3 separate regions of the Mus musculus genome follow, and all the other regions are linked to region 2. Evidence: chromatin contacts called from public Hi-C and HiChIP or PLAC-seq data. All regions are on one chromosome and are shown on one strand. The core of a region is the stretch at or near the end of the contact, and the rest is flanking DNA. Distances in the headings are between cores, read along the strand shown.

Region 1 (3,939 bases), core at 1,081-3,580, 1.5 Mb before region 2:
CCGGGGCCCGCGGTCACCCCGCCGCGAGTCCAGTCCAGCCCACCCCGCCTCTGCCTTCAGCTACCCTTCCCGTGGCGCGCGGCCTCGCTCGGAGAAGACGGAAGAGGACAGGGCGCGCCGGGCCAGGAGTCGCCGACGTCCTTGGCAACGCGGTCCTTCCCCCCCCCCCACACCCCACGCGGGCTTCCCCCCCGGGTCCGCTGCATCCTCGGCGGAGGTATTCCACGGTGACGGGTCTCTCGCCTCGCGCACAAGATGGGGCCCGGGGAGCGGCCGCCCGGCGGATCCATGGGCGCCGCCATTTTGTGAGGCGCGGCGGCCGGAGCTCGGCTGTGTGTAATGGTTGCAGAGAGTGACCCCCCTCTAGGGAATCCCCGGCGCTGACGGTTACGCAAGGGGCCGTGCGCAAGTGCGGAGCGCAGGGAATCCGCACAGCCCGGCCAGCCCGGCTCGCCGCTGCCCTTGAGGCGGCGGGGGAAGGGGCGGCCGCTGGCCCAGCCCGGCTCTCCCCACCAGCGCGCCTCGCCTCGCCTCGGGCCCGGCCGGCTTCTCCTCCTCCTCCTCGGCCAGGGTCTCCGCCCCTCACAGGCTTGCGAGGCACTCACTGGTCCTCGGGTGTCAGGAATTTGCTAGCCACACCTTATCCCGACCCCACTGAAGACATAAACTTTACTTGGGAAATAAACCCGTTTCCTAGAGTGAGTACCGGAAGCACGCTCCGCTCTATTACATAATTCTCTCTTTTTTTAATATACTCCTCCCCGTCACCCGATAGGTGCTCCCATCGGAAAGACTACCTGAAATAAACCCATCCAGACTCTTACCAGCTTGTGACCTTGGGCTAGTGACTTTGCCACTGGTGGCTGTCTCTAAAATGGGAATCCTAGTAGACCAAAGGAGAAGCATGAGGCTCTCCACATTTGCAGACCGGGGAGGGCTCCAACACCCGGGTAAATGCAAATTTAAGTGGTACTAAAAAAAAAAAAAGATACAAATTTTGAATTCCCTATGTACACATTTTCTTTTTTTTTAAACTGAAAGGGAAAAACATTTTGCCCTCTTTTTCAGATACTAGTGCAAAAAAAGACCTAAGCAGTGTTATTCTCAAAGTTGGGAGGTTATTTCCCAACAGGCGCGATTACCGTTTGCGTACCTCCGGGTTCGGTGCACCAAACCGACCAAAAAAGGGAGGACGAGTGAAAAGCCTTACTCTAGCTCCACAAAAGTAGGGCAGGCAGTTTCCAGCCTATTCGATCCTACAGTTTGTCAAAGTGAGTTTACGGCCCCATCATGGACCATGTGCTCGGCGGGCTTCGTGCTAGCACGATGAAGCCCGGAGGCCAACGCCTCCCGCTAGCAACGTCTCCAGAGGGGGCGAGCGGACTCGTCCGCGGCCGCCGGGGCTGCGCCGAGCGAGCCTGCTTCTCAGTGTGGCCGGAGGCCCGGCGGGCGCCGCCGGGGACGCGAACATCGCCTCCACCCCTAAGCCCGGAACAACCGGTAGTGGCCGTTTCCCCGCGCCGCCCCCCTTTCCGCCCGCTTTGTGTGCGTGTGAAATGTGCTGCACATTGCAGATGAACCCTAAGCCGGGCGAGCCGAGTCTATTGTTCCCCGCGAGGAGCCGCCGCGACCGTGTGGAGCCAGGCGCAGTGCCGCGGCCGGCCCTCGGGGGGCGCTGTGCGGCGCTGGCGGCCCGGCCGTGGCGGCGGCAGCAGAGAACGGGAGGCTGGCGGGCAGGCAGGCAGGCCGGCGGGCGGCGCGCAGCGGCTCGGCTGCCGCCGGAGCCTGTGCCCGGGGACGCCCGGGCCGCCGCCGCCGCCGCCGCGCGTGAATGTGTGCGAGGGCCCCGCGGAGCCGCGGCCCGGATCCACGCTGTCACCCCGCTCTCCACAAGCCACCACACAGACCTCCCCCTCCCCACGCGGCCCCGCCTGCCCCGGCCCCGCCGCGCCGCCGCCGCCGCCGCCGCCGCCGCAACTCCCAGGCCTGCGGCCGCCCGGGCCCCTCGCCTCGGCTCGCCCGGCCCCCGGTCGGCTCGTGCGCCCCCCGGCCGCAGCACCATGTTGAATCGCGTCCCCGGGCCGAGCCGCCAGGGCCGGCGGCGCTGAGAGGCGGCCCAGAGCCGGGCCGCGGGAGGCGGCGAGGCAGGGTGGGGGCCGCGCTCGCCCCGCGGCTCCGCGCCCGGCCGCCCGTCGCCTGCCCCTCTAGTTTCGCTCCCGTTTCTTTAAACTTTTTTAGAAATTCCCCTCCCTCCGGCCCTGCGCTCCCCCTGGCCTCCCGCTCCCTCCTTCCCCTCCTCCTCGCCTCCTCCCCCTCCCTCCTCCCTCCCTGCGCCGCCGCCGCCGCCGCCGCCGCCGCCGCCGCCGCCACCGCCGGCCCATGACTGAGCCCCGCCACCGCCGGCCGAGGAATGGGCTCCGGGCGCTGGTAGGGAGCGCGGGGAGCGGGGGCCGCGTTTGAACCGCGATCTGGGTTTTTTCGGGAGACCTCCTTTGGCAAAATAATGGCAAACTCGACGGGGAAGGCGCCTCCGGACGAGCGGAGGAAGGGACTGGCTTTCCTGGACGAGCTGCGGCAGTTCCACCACAGCAGAGGGTGAGAGCAGGACCGGGGGGGCAGCGCCGGGGCGAGCCGGGGCGAACGGGGGCCCGCCGCGGGCGCGGGGTCCCGGTGACAAGTGCGGGGCTTTCTGTCGCCCGCAGGTCGCCGTTTAAGAAGATCCCTGCGGTGGGTGGGAAGGAGCTGGATCTTCACGGGCTCTACACCAGAGTCACTACTTTAGGCGGATTCGCGAAGGTGAGTGGAAGTTTTAATTTGTATTTCCCTCTCGCTGGCCTGCTCGGAAAAGTCTGCTCCGACCCGGGAGCAGGCGCCCGGGGTCGGGGGGGCGATCGGCGGGACACACGGCGTTCTCGGCGCTCGCAGCCGGTGGCCCACGGAGGCGGCCGGCGGCGGGGCTGTTTTCGGCCTGGTGGCTCGCGTGCGCGCGGCGGGCGCGGGGCTTGGGCGGGCGGTGCGGCCCGGCGGCGGGGAGCGCCCTGCCCGGTGTCCGGCCGGCCCCGCGGGGTCTGAGCGGCGCGGCGGGGAGCGCGGGCGAGTGGAGTGCTCGCCCGCCGCCCGCCGAGCCCGCGGCCCGCCCGCCCGCCCGCGAGTCAGCGCTGCCGCCGCCGCCGCTGCCGCTCTAGCACAGGCGGAGACACAGAGACACACAGACTCTGAGCAGTTTTCGTGCAACTCAAAATTAGCGCGGGCAGGTTTAACATCGATAATCGGCTGCGAAATGATCCCGGCGGCCGGGGGCACAGCCTCGGCCCGCTCGCCCTGGCTTTCTACAGCTAACAAAAGAAAGCAGGACCTGTCTGCAAATAGCCATCTTAGGCTTCAAGGCTAGGCAGAAGCTGTAGGCCTCAAAGAAGGGCCTATGGAGATGGATAGATCTGGGAGAGGGATCGGAGTCGGCCCCGGCCCCGGCCCCCCCAGAGCTCGCGGACGTCGCTGTCCGGAGCAGTATTGATCCTTTTGAACTTTTTTTTTTTTTTTTCTTTACTGCAAACGGACCGCGTTGAGATTTAAAAGGGGGCGACAGAGGGACTTGCGATTGGTTATTGTCCGGGCTTCAAAAACAAAACAAACCCACCAACCCCCCCCCAAAACAAAACAAGTGCTGCTAAATACAGGGCTCTCTGATGAAAACATAGTGATTCAAGCAGCCCTGGCTTAGTAACTCTCGTGGGTCGACCCCAGACACCCACTGCTCCTTAGGTGTCTACAGATCTCTGCAGAAGGGGCATTTAGCTTCCAGGTTAGGGTAGGTTTTTCTTGGATTGGGCACTTTGAGACAAGTGTGCCTGTGTTTTTAACAGGTTTCTGAGAAGAATCAGTGGGGAGAAATTGTTGAAGAGTTCAACTTTCCCAGAAGTTGTTCCAACGCTGCCTTTG
Region 2 (3,608 bases), core at 989-3,488:
CCAGACCACATCTAACCAAGGAAGAGCTCAGAATAGATGCTGGCAGAGGCCGGTCTGGTTGGTGCCATTCCTTGGCTAGGTGACTCTGGGCCTTACATTATTAGCTCACCTTTCTCTGGGGGCTCCTGTCAACGTTGAAACGACCAGTTCTTAAAGAAAGGCAAAGAGCAAAGAAGGCCAAGAAAGAAGTGTGCCTACAGCTATAAAAAGGTCCTCATTTCCAATCCCATCACAACTGAGCCACTAGGAACTAGATAGGTGAGAACCATTATCCCTGAGACAAGGACACAGGAGGCTCTGCCTGTTCCCTTACTCCCCGTGGATTACTGACTGGCTATGTGCGGTTGGTCCCTCTAGCTCTGAGCTTTGGAAAGTGAACTGAGAATCCTCCCCACCCACCCACCTTATCATGTTAATTTTGAGAAAAGCCTGCTTAAGTAAGGTGACCTGCTTAGAAGAGAAACCTTCTTTGCCTCAAAGCTCAGCATATGCCCTTGAGACACAGAAAAATGCCCCAGCTAAGGGGCCAAACTGAGCAGCAGGGGGCTCAGATGCACCCTGTACCTAGCTTTTCCAACGCACAGCTCTGAGGGTCTAGCTTGGAAAGGACATCATAAAACTAAAGACAGAGACACAAGCCTCAGCCCCATTGGGTTCAGGACTTGGTCCAATCTCAGTTATCTGGGTACCATACACTGGAACTGCTTTGTGCCTCATTTCCCCCCCAGGAATCACTGTAAAGAAGAAAAGTACTTAGTTACTGAGGGGAGACGTGAGGCTGCAGAGAGCAAGGAGGTTAAGAGTGAAGGATGATTTGCGGCGGATGGAGAAGAGGCTCGGAAGGTTGGCACAGAGGGGAGGCACGACCGCAGCCCATGGGGGTCCTCTTGGGAAGAAATGGGTCACCTAAGTACAAGTTAGAGGATAGAAACCAACCAAAGTGACAGTCTGCAATGGAATTTGAGCAAATCTAGGTAAAAGTCTGGAGGACTAGCTCCTGATTCCAGATGTTGCACTCCCTCCAGGGCCACCGAGGGCCAATGTCCTATTATCACCCTGAAACTTTGGCAGGCAGAACTGGGCCTCAAGCAGATGCTGCGTTGGGATGTGGGAAGGGATACTTAGCAGCAAGCCAACCCCGCCAGATGATGCAGGATGCTTTGGGGGAGTGCTGGACAGCCAGCAAGGATAGTTCAGGGAACCAATGGTCAGCCCTAAGTCGGCCCCAAACCGGCAGCCAGTGAGAAATAAGTGGGACTCATTAAGCGACCTGCATGCAGGACTTAGGTTTTTCTTCCAACTCAATTGGCGGAGAAATCGCAGTGGCGAAAAGACAGTTCAGTTGCCAGATTTGCCCGGGTTCTCATACTTCTCAGTACTATCAGACTGGGGGTGGGTGGGGGTGGGGGGGCTAGATCCAGCTCCCCACCTCCCTACCTCTCTCAGTACTCAGCCTGCGGCCCCCACTTCCCCACGCCTTTAACTGTCCTCACTGCTAGGCTGAACACAGTGTCTGTCTCTCTATGATGGGTGATCAAGGATAAGGGGTGATGCTCAGAGAAATCTCCCAGCCCAGTACCCCTCCAGGGGACGTTTCCCTCAGCTACAGGATCTGAGTAGGGCCCTGCCCAGTTCTACAAGACAGGGGCGCTGATGTCCAGCCCTGCAAGTTCTGCGCCAGTTCAGTGGGTCCTAGCCTTTGCCCTCCCGCTTCCAAACCTTTGGTCCCGGAGCACCGCCCCCTCCCGGGCCTCGGCGGCCGGCCGTGCCTCCCGGATCCCGGGGAGGAGGGTGACGGGACGCCCGGCCCTTGCACAGGCGGCCCCGGGCCTCCCACTGCCTCCCCGGGGCCTGTCGCTGCCCGGGAGCGGGCGGATGTGGGCGCCCCGCAGGAGGCCGGAGCCCTTCGGCCCCGGAACCAGCCGGGGCAGCGAGCGGGCCAGAGCCCGGGCGAGCGGGCGCGGTCCAGGGCGCGCGGAGGACCCGGCCAGCCGGACCGGCCGGAGACCCAGCCGCAGCCGGAGCGGGAGCCGGGGCGAGCAGCGCAGGGTGCCGCGCGCAGGGCGGGGCGGACGGGGAGGGGGTGGCCGCCCGGTACTCACCCGCGCCGGGGCTGTGCATCCAGGGGCCGGGGCCCTCAGAGCCGGGGGCTCATGGCGGGCGGGGGGCCGGGGCGCCGGCCTCACATCCCCCCGGTCGCCGGAGGCTGCAGAGCGACTGTGAGACGGCGAGAGGAAGGGAGGGGGCCGGGAGGGGGAGGGCCCTGGCAGCCTGGCCGGCCGGGTAGGATGACAATGGAAGGAAATGCTTTATCTGAGTCTGAGAGCGGGCCAAGGGGGAGGGGAGGGAGGGGGCCGGCGCTGGCGGCCCTGGGACACACCACCCGGGCTTCGCTCAGCAGCACACAGCCTGGCGGCAGACACCGATCGCGGCGGGGCGCGGCTCACCGCCCGGGAGGCAGCGCCGAACCCGGAACGCGGGACGCGGCCGGACCCGCGCGCGGCCGCGGAAGCCCCAGCCGCCGCGCGGCGCTGCGCCCCGCGCACAATTCCCGGAAACCCAGATACCTGAGTGCACGCACCCGTGCATACACAGCGTACACGGGCGTGCATCCATGTTTACACAAGCCAGGGTGCTTTACGCTTCGGGGAAGGACTCCTGTGCACACATCTACACACTTAAGTCAACGAGGGCAGCGCTACACACAGGGAGAGCAGGGCACGCTTGGAGTCTCGAGCAAGGAATCCCAGACGGACACCCCTGCCCCATCCTAACACACACACACCACACACACACACACACACACACACACACACACACACACGACTCTCCTCAGGAACACTTCAGGATCTGATTTGAACCACTGCCAGTCCAACCCCAGTGGCACCCCCCGCCCCCACTGTCTGCTGAGGGGAGCAGAAGGGTCCAGTCTGTTCCTATTAAAAGAAAAAAAAAAGGGGATGGGGGGTGGTGCAGTTTTCGAAACTTAAAAAAAATTTTTCTCAAGGGATTTCCTTCCATCCTCTCCTCTTCCTCTTCCATTCCTCTCCCTCCACAATGACCCTCCTTTGCCCCCCCACTCCTGGACCCTATGAGTCAAACTTCAGCAATGTGCCCAGTGTCCCCCAGTGCATTACAGCGGATCACAGAAATGTTCCAGTCTGTGAGTCGGAATGCAGCCGCCTCCAGCCCTCCCTCAGCTAATAAACTCAGCTGAGGACTGGCTTTGCACTGAAGCCCTCCCTGCCTCTCCCCCATCTTAGACGGGAGGAGGTCAGATTCAAGGGTCAGGGGCCGAGGACCTTCCCACTGAGTTTCCTGGCTTGGCCTGTCAGTCCTGTTGCCTCCAGCAATTTGGCAGGTCAGAAAACTGGGAAGGGAGAGCGGTCATTCACCAGGAACACTATGCTCCCCTGCCCTTGAGGTGCCCGCCACTGAAAGGCAGCTTCCTTCTGGTCCCAATCTACTCTCTGAGTCCTCGGAACTCCAAGAACCTTTAGAAGGGGAAAATGAGGCAGACCTAGAGATGTGATATCTTGGAAGCCAGAGTCTTGAGTGGCCTAGAGGGACGTTGGCCATGTTGCTAGGTCACACACAGGTCTAGACTC
Region 3 (3,871 bases), core at 642-3,141, 1.4 Mb before region 2:
TTTTTCTCCTTTGTCATGTTGAAGGCTGCCTTTGCAGTATATTTACAGAAGGGCAAAGAAAAAACTATTAGCTAAAGTGAAGCTACAGTAGGAACTGCTAATCTTTGAAACTCTGACCACAAGAGGGGCAATGGTGGCACACACCTTTAATCCCAACACTCTAGAGGCAGAGGCAGGCGGATTTCTGAGTCTGAGGCCAGCCTGATCTACAGAGCGGATCCAGGATGGATAGGGCTACACAGAGAAACCCTGTCTTGATAAACAATGAAGAAGAAGAAGAAGAAAAAAATGACTGCATAAACAAAACGCAAATTAATTCATATCTAAAGATATTTTCAATTTTTCTTTTTTGTCTATTTGGGCAAAAAATAAAAAATAAACCAACAATAACAACAAGAAAACTACTTTTTCCTTCTGTTTTAAATAATAATAAAATGGTTAAGCCAAGTGCCAAAGCAGAGGGGGAGGTGGGGGTGGAAACATGGTGTGGAGAGACAGAATTACCCAATAAAATTTTATTAAAAATACCGGTTAAATGAAAGGGCTAAGAATCTATTGCCTTCACTGTTGTGGGGCTGCGGCAAATAAATCATACATGAGTTATCTTTTCCTTGAAAAATGAAAAAAAACGTACTTATTGATATACTTTCCCCAAAATTCAGAGAAAACTGCCCAAACTGGGGGAAATTTGAATACTACCATATCTTAGTCAAGGCATACTAAAAAACTTTCTCGTCAGTTTTCGTTAGTTCGCTGCTAGTATATAAGGATGGTAGCCAAAATGTAATCCAAAATGAATGAGAAGCAGCCGCGGTTTTACGTAGTACGATCAGCATGTAAAACTTGCATTCTGTATTGTTTACTACCTCACACACGCAGATGATTAGCCGGACTACCGGAATACGATACTGTACAGATCAACGCATGGGGAGTGTAGGTCACCATTTCAATCTGGGACTGTTGCCCTCAATTGCAACCAGGTGTCTTTTAAATTAAATTCTTCGAGATCCGTGCGGAAGACGAGCGTGCATTGGCCAATCTTCTAATCGGTACTCAGTCCCCGGCTCTAAGGCGGGGTTGAGCGGGGCTGAGTTTCGATCTCCCGGCCGGTTGGACCGCGGGCAGCCCGGGCAGCGGGTTTTAAAAACGACGGCGGGGGTGGGGAGGCGGCCGCCGAGGGAGGGAGGGAGAGGCCGAGGCCAGGCGCCGGCCAGCGCTTCCTCGTTCAGGCGCCGGGGAGGTCACAGCCTAGTGAAGTTTGGTTTCACAAGCGGGACCCGGAGGCTCGGGGACGAACGCGAACTCCACGGGAAAGCGGGCCAGCCTGGGAGCGCCCGGAAGCACGGCCGACACGTTCCCACTGCGGGTGGGGGAGCTGCGGGCCGGGCCTGGAGCCCCTTCCTGCCTCGGCCGAGGCCCCGCAGCCCGCGCCGCCCCGCTCTGCTCCTAGGCCCCGCGCGCGCCCAAACTGGACCTCCGCCCCGCGCCGCCCGGGGCCGCGGCTCCCAACTTTGCTCGCAGCGAAAGACACCGCCCGAGCCGCGCGCGAGCCCCAAACTTTGCCCGCCCGCCCGGCCCGCGCCCCCGCCGCGCCGCGCTGCGCTGCGCCCCGGGGCGCCTCGTCCGCTCTCTCCGGCCCGCCGTGTTTACCTGAGGCCGAGGTCCCGCGGCCGCGCCGGCGCAGGAGGCCCGGTCTCCGTCAGTCCGCCGCTAAGTTCTGCACCATGGACTCCTCCGGCCGCTCGGAAGCGCGCGCGGCCCGCGGGCTGGCTCGGACGGCCGGGTCGGGAGCACGCAGGCAGCCACGCAGCAGGAGACCCGGGCAGGCGGCGCTAGCTCCGCGCCGCTTGCGCCACCGCCGCTCCCCTCCCCCGCCGTGTCTGGCGGCTCCCTCCCTTTCTCCCTCCCTCCTTCCGCGGGGCTCAGCCGCGCCGCCACAGGTCGGCGCACTGTGGTGACGACGCGGGCGGGCGGGCGGGCGGGCGGCTGGACCCGCCGCACGCTACCTGCTCGCGGGCGCTGCCGTACTCCCCCGGACCTCCAGGGGGCGCCCGCGAGCCGCGACGGACGGACGGACGTGGTGGGCGGGGCACGCCGCCCGGCTGGAGAGCGGGAGCTCCGGCGTCTGCGAGTGGCCGGGGCTTCTGGGAAACATTCTTCTTGCCCCGCCCTCTTGCCGCTCGGAGCGCTACGCGCACGCGCCGTGCTCAGTCCTCGCTCCACCCCTTTCCCCCTCATCCCCACCCCCGCCCCTGCGCCCTGGCCGCGCTCTCTCTGGTCGTGGCCTTTCCTGGCAGGCTCCGTGGGCGACAATAAAGATGTTTTGGAGAGACTGCAGTCCCGAGAAGAACTCGTGCGTAGTTGGCACGGATGAAGTACTCCGCCCGCTGCACGTGCGCGGCGGCCTGCCAGCCCGGGACACACTCCCACGCCCTAAGCCCGCGTCCCCGAGGCTAGCCGAGCCTGGCTGGCTTTAAGTGCTTCCACTTTCAGTCACTCTGCGATGTCCTCCTGCCCTGCAGCGCCCTCGGATCTTTTGTTTCACCTCGGAGGTGTCTTTACAGGCTTTTCGTCAGGCGCTGGCTTTTTCACCCCCTGCTCCACGCTCTAGCTTTTCCTAGTTGTCCTCTTGCAATCCACGCTGTCGCCTGGCCACCCCAACCCAGGCTGTTCCCTCCCTACCTCCAGCCCAGCAGCGTCCCCTGCCCTCCTCTCTGATCCTGTCGCTTCCCTGGCATCTTCATCCTGTGCTACTTGGCTGTTCAGTGCCCGTCACGTCACACCGAAGTTTGGGATGATGTCTCGTTAAGCTCTTCACAGAGCCGAGCACCAGCAAGGGACTGGGTAAATAACCGCTTAGGAATGCAATGAATGGCAGCCTTGTCTCTCCCAGTGTCAGTGAGCTATCTTCATAGGTTTGGAAATGTGGTGTTCCTGTGTGCAAGTATTTCGCAGTGATTTAGAGGTGTTAAAATACTTTGTTCTGATGAAACAAGACTTTCTGAGGGACCTTTCTCTTGTAATGACGACGAATGAAGCTGGTGATTAAGAAAACCTAAAAACCTGTTGAAACTGTTGTGTGACAGAATCAAGTCAAAGGCACTGTTAACCATCCTGCAGAGATAAAGTTTAGCTTTCCTGTGTACACTCGGGGTCCAGAATTCACCCTAGAGAATTTTATCAGTAAGAGCAATTCCCGGTGAAGATGTGATATTCTTTTGTATGTATTTTATTTTGTTTTTAATGCAGAGTCTCACTGTGCAGACCGATCCTCAAACTCCACATCTCCTACTTCAAATTTATTGCTCTACCTTTTGTGTTCGCAACATTTAAAATTCACTCTGTAGCCATCGTGCTGGGTAACAGAGCACGAGAAAAGGCTCCTCCTGCCTAACTGCCCTTTGACCACCTCCCGCCCCCATCCACCTCCCCCTCCACACACACAATACTTACCTAACAGAAACGAAGGTGCATTGTAATATAGGCTGTTTCTTGTTCCCCAAGAGAGAGACCCTGCCTATTTCTATATATGGTGTTCTCCTCTTTACTGTGTTTGCATGATAAGAATGTGTTTTGTTTCCTTTTTTTTTTTTTAAATTTATCAGAGAGGGTAAATATAAAACAGATGGATAATGTCGATGGCATACCTGTTAATACTTTAGACTCATTTATAATCATAAACAAGTGAGGGCTAGGGAGGTGGCTCATTAAGTGCTTACCACACAAGCATGAGGACCTGAGGTTGACTCCCCAGAACCCACAGAAAGTTGGGCACCATAGCAGGCATCCGTAATTCCAGGGCTTTCACGGAGAGACAACAGGAGAGACCTCTGAAGCTAGCCTGCTGTCAGAGACAACAGACCCTACCTGT

What was found. A called contact is a pair of places that touch in the nucleus more often than the background predicts. HiChIP or PLAC-seq counts read pairs in DNA pulled down with a chosen protein or histone mark.
Region 1: a Hi-C map of CD4 T cells shows a contact between it and region 2, with 6 times the contacts expected there. The contact joins the promoter of Arid2 here to the promoter of Hdac7 in region 2. A contact is called at or near these places in 1 of 39 promoter capture datasets (pre-B cells), 3 of 484 Hi-C or Micro-C datasets (CD4 T cells, CD8 T cells and the G1E-ER4 cell line) and 1 of 115 datasets of contacts at active chromatin or transcription factors (pancreatic cancer cells).
Region 3: a contact with region 2 is called in an H3K27ac HiChIP or PLAC-seq map of extraembryonic endoderm stem cells, with 7 times the contacts expected there. The contact joins the promoter of Scaf11 here to the promoter of Hdac7 in region 2. A contact is called at or near these places in 3 of 39 promoter capture datasets (3T3-L1-derived adipocytes, the C10 cell line and hippocampal neurons), 1 of 484 Hi-C or Micro-C datasets (B cells) and 2 of 115 datasets of contacts at active chromatin or transcription factors (extraembryonic endoderm stem cells and large pre-B cells).

The regions. Positions count from the first base shown.
Region 1 is chr15:96,285,192-96,289,130 of GRCm38.p6, forward strand. It overlaps Arid2 (AT rich interactive domain 2 (ARID, RFX-like)), which reads left to right and starts at 2,331. Exons shown (of 21, transcript NM_175251.4): 1 at 2,331-2,595; 2 at 2,703-2,796; 3 at 3,864-3,939. The coding sequence starts at 2,504. It overlaps Gm38469 (spidroin-2), which reads right to left and starts at 2,207. Exons shown (of 3, transcript XM_011245785.3): 1 at 825-2,207. The coding sequence starts at 2,062. The coding sequence ends at 1,319.
Region 2 is chr15:97,829,257-97,832,864 of GRCm38.p6, forward strand. It overlaps Hdac7 (histone deacetylase 7), which reads right to left and starts at 2,239. Exons shown (of 25, transcript NM_001378971.1): 1 at 2,103-2,239. The coding sequence starts at 2,121. Gm33636 (a long non-coding RNA gene) reads left to right here and starts at 1,430. Exons shown (of 4, transcript XR_001781759.2): 1 at 1,430-2,049.
Region 3 is chr15:96,458,952-96,462,822 of GRCm38.p6, forward strand. Scaf11 (SR-related CTD-associated factor 11) reads right to left here and starts at 1,892. Exons shown (of 15, transcript NM_028148.2): 1 at 1,651-1,892. It overlaps Gm41408, which reads left to right. Exons shown (of 2, transcript XM_030248866.1): 2 at 1,093-3,871. The coding sequence ends at 1,958.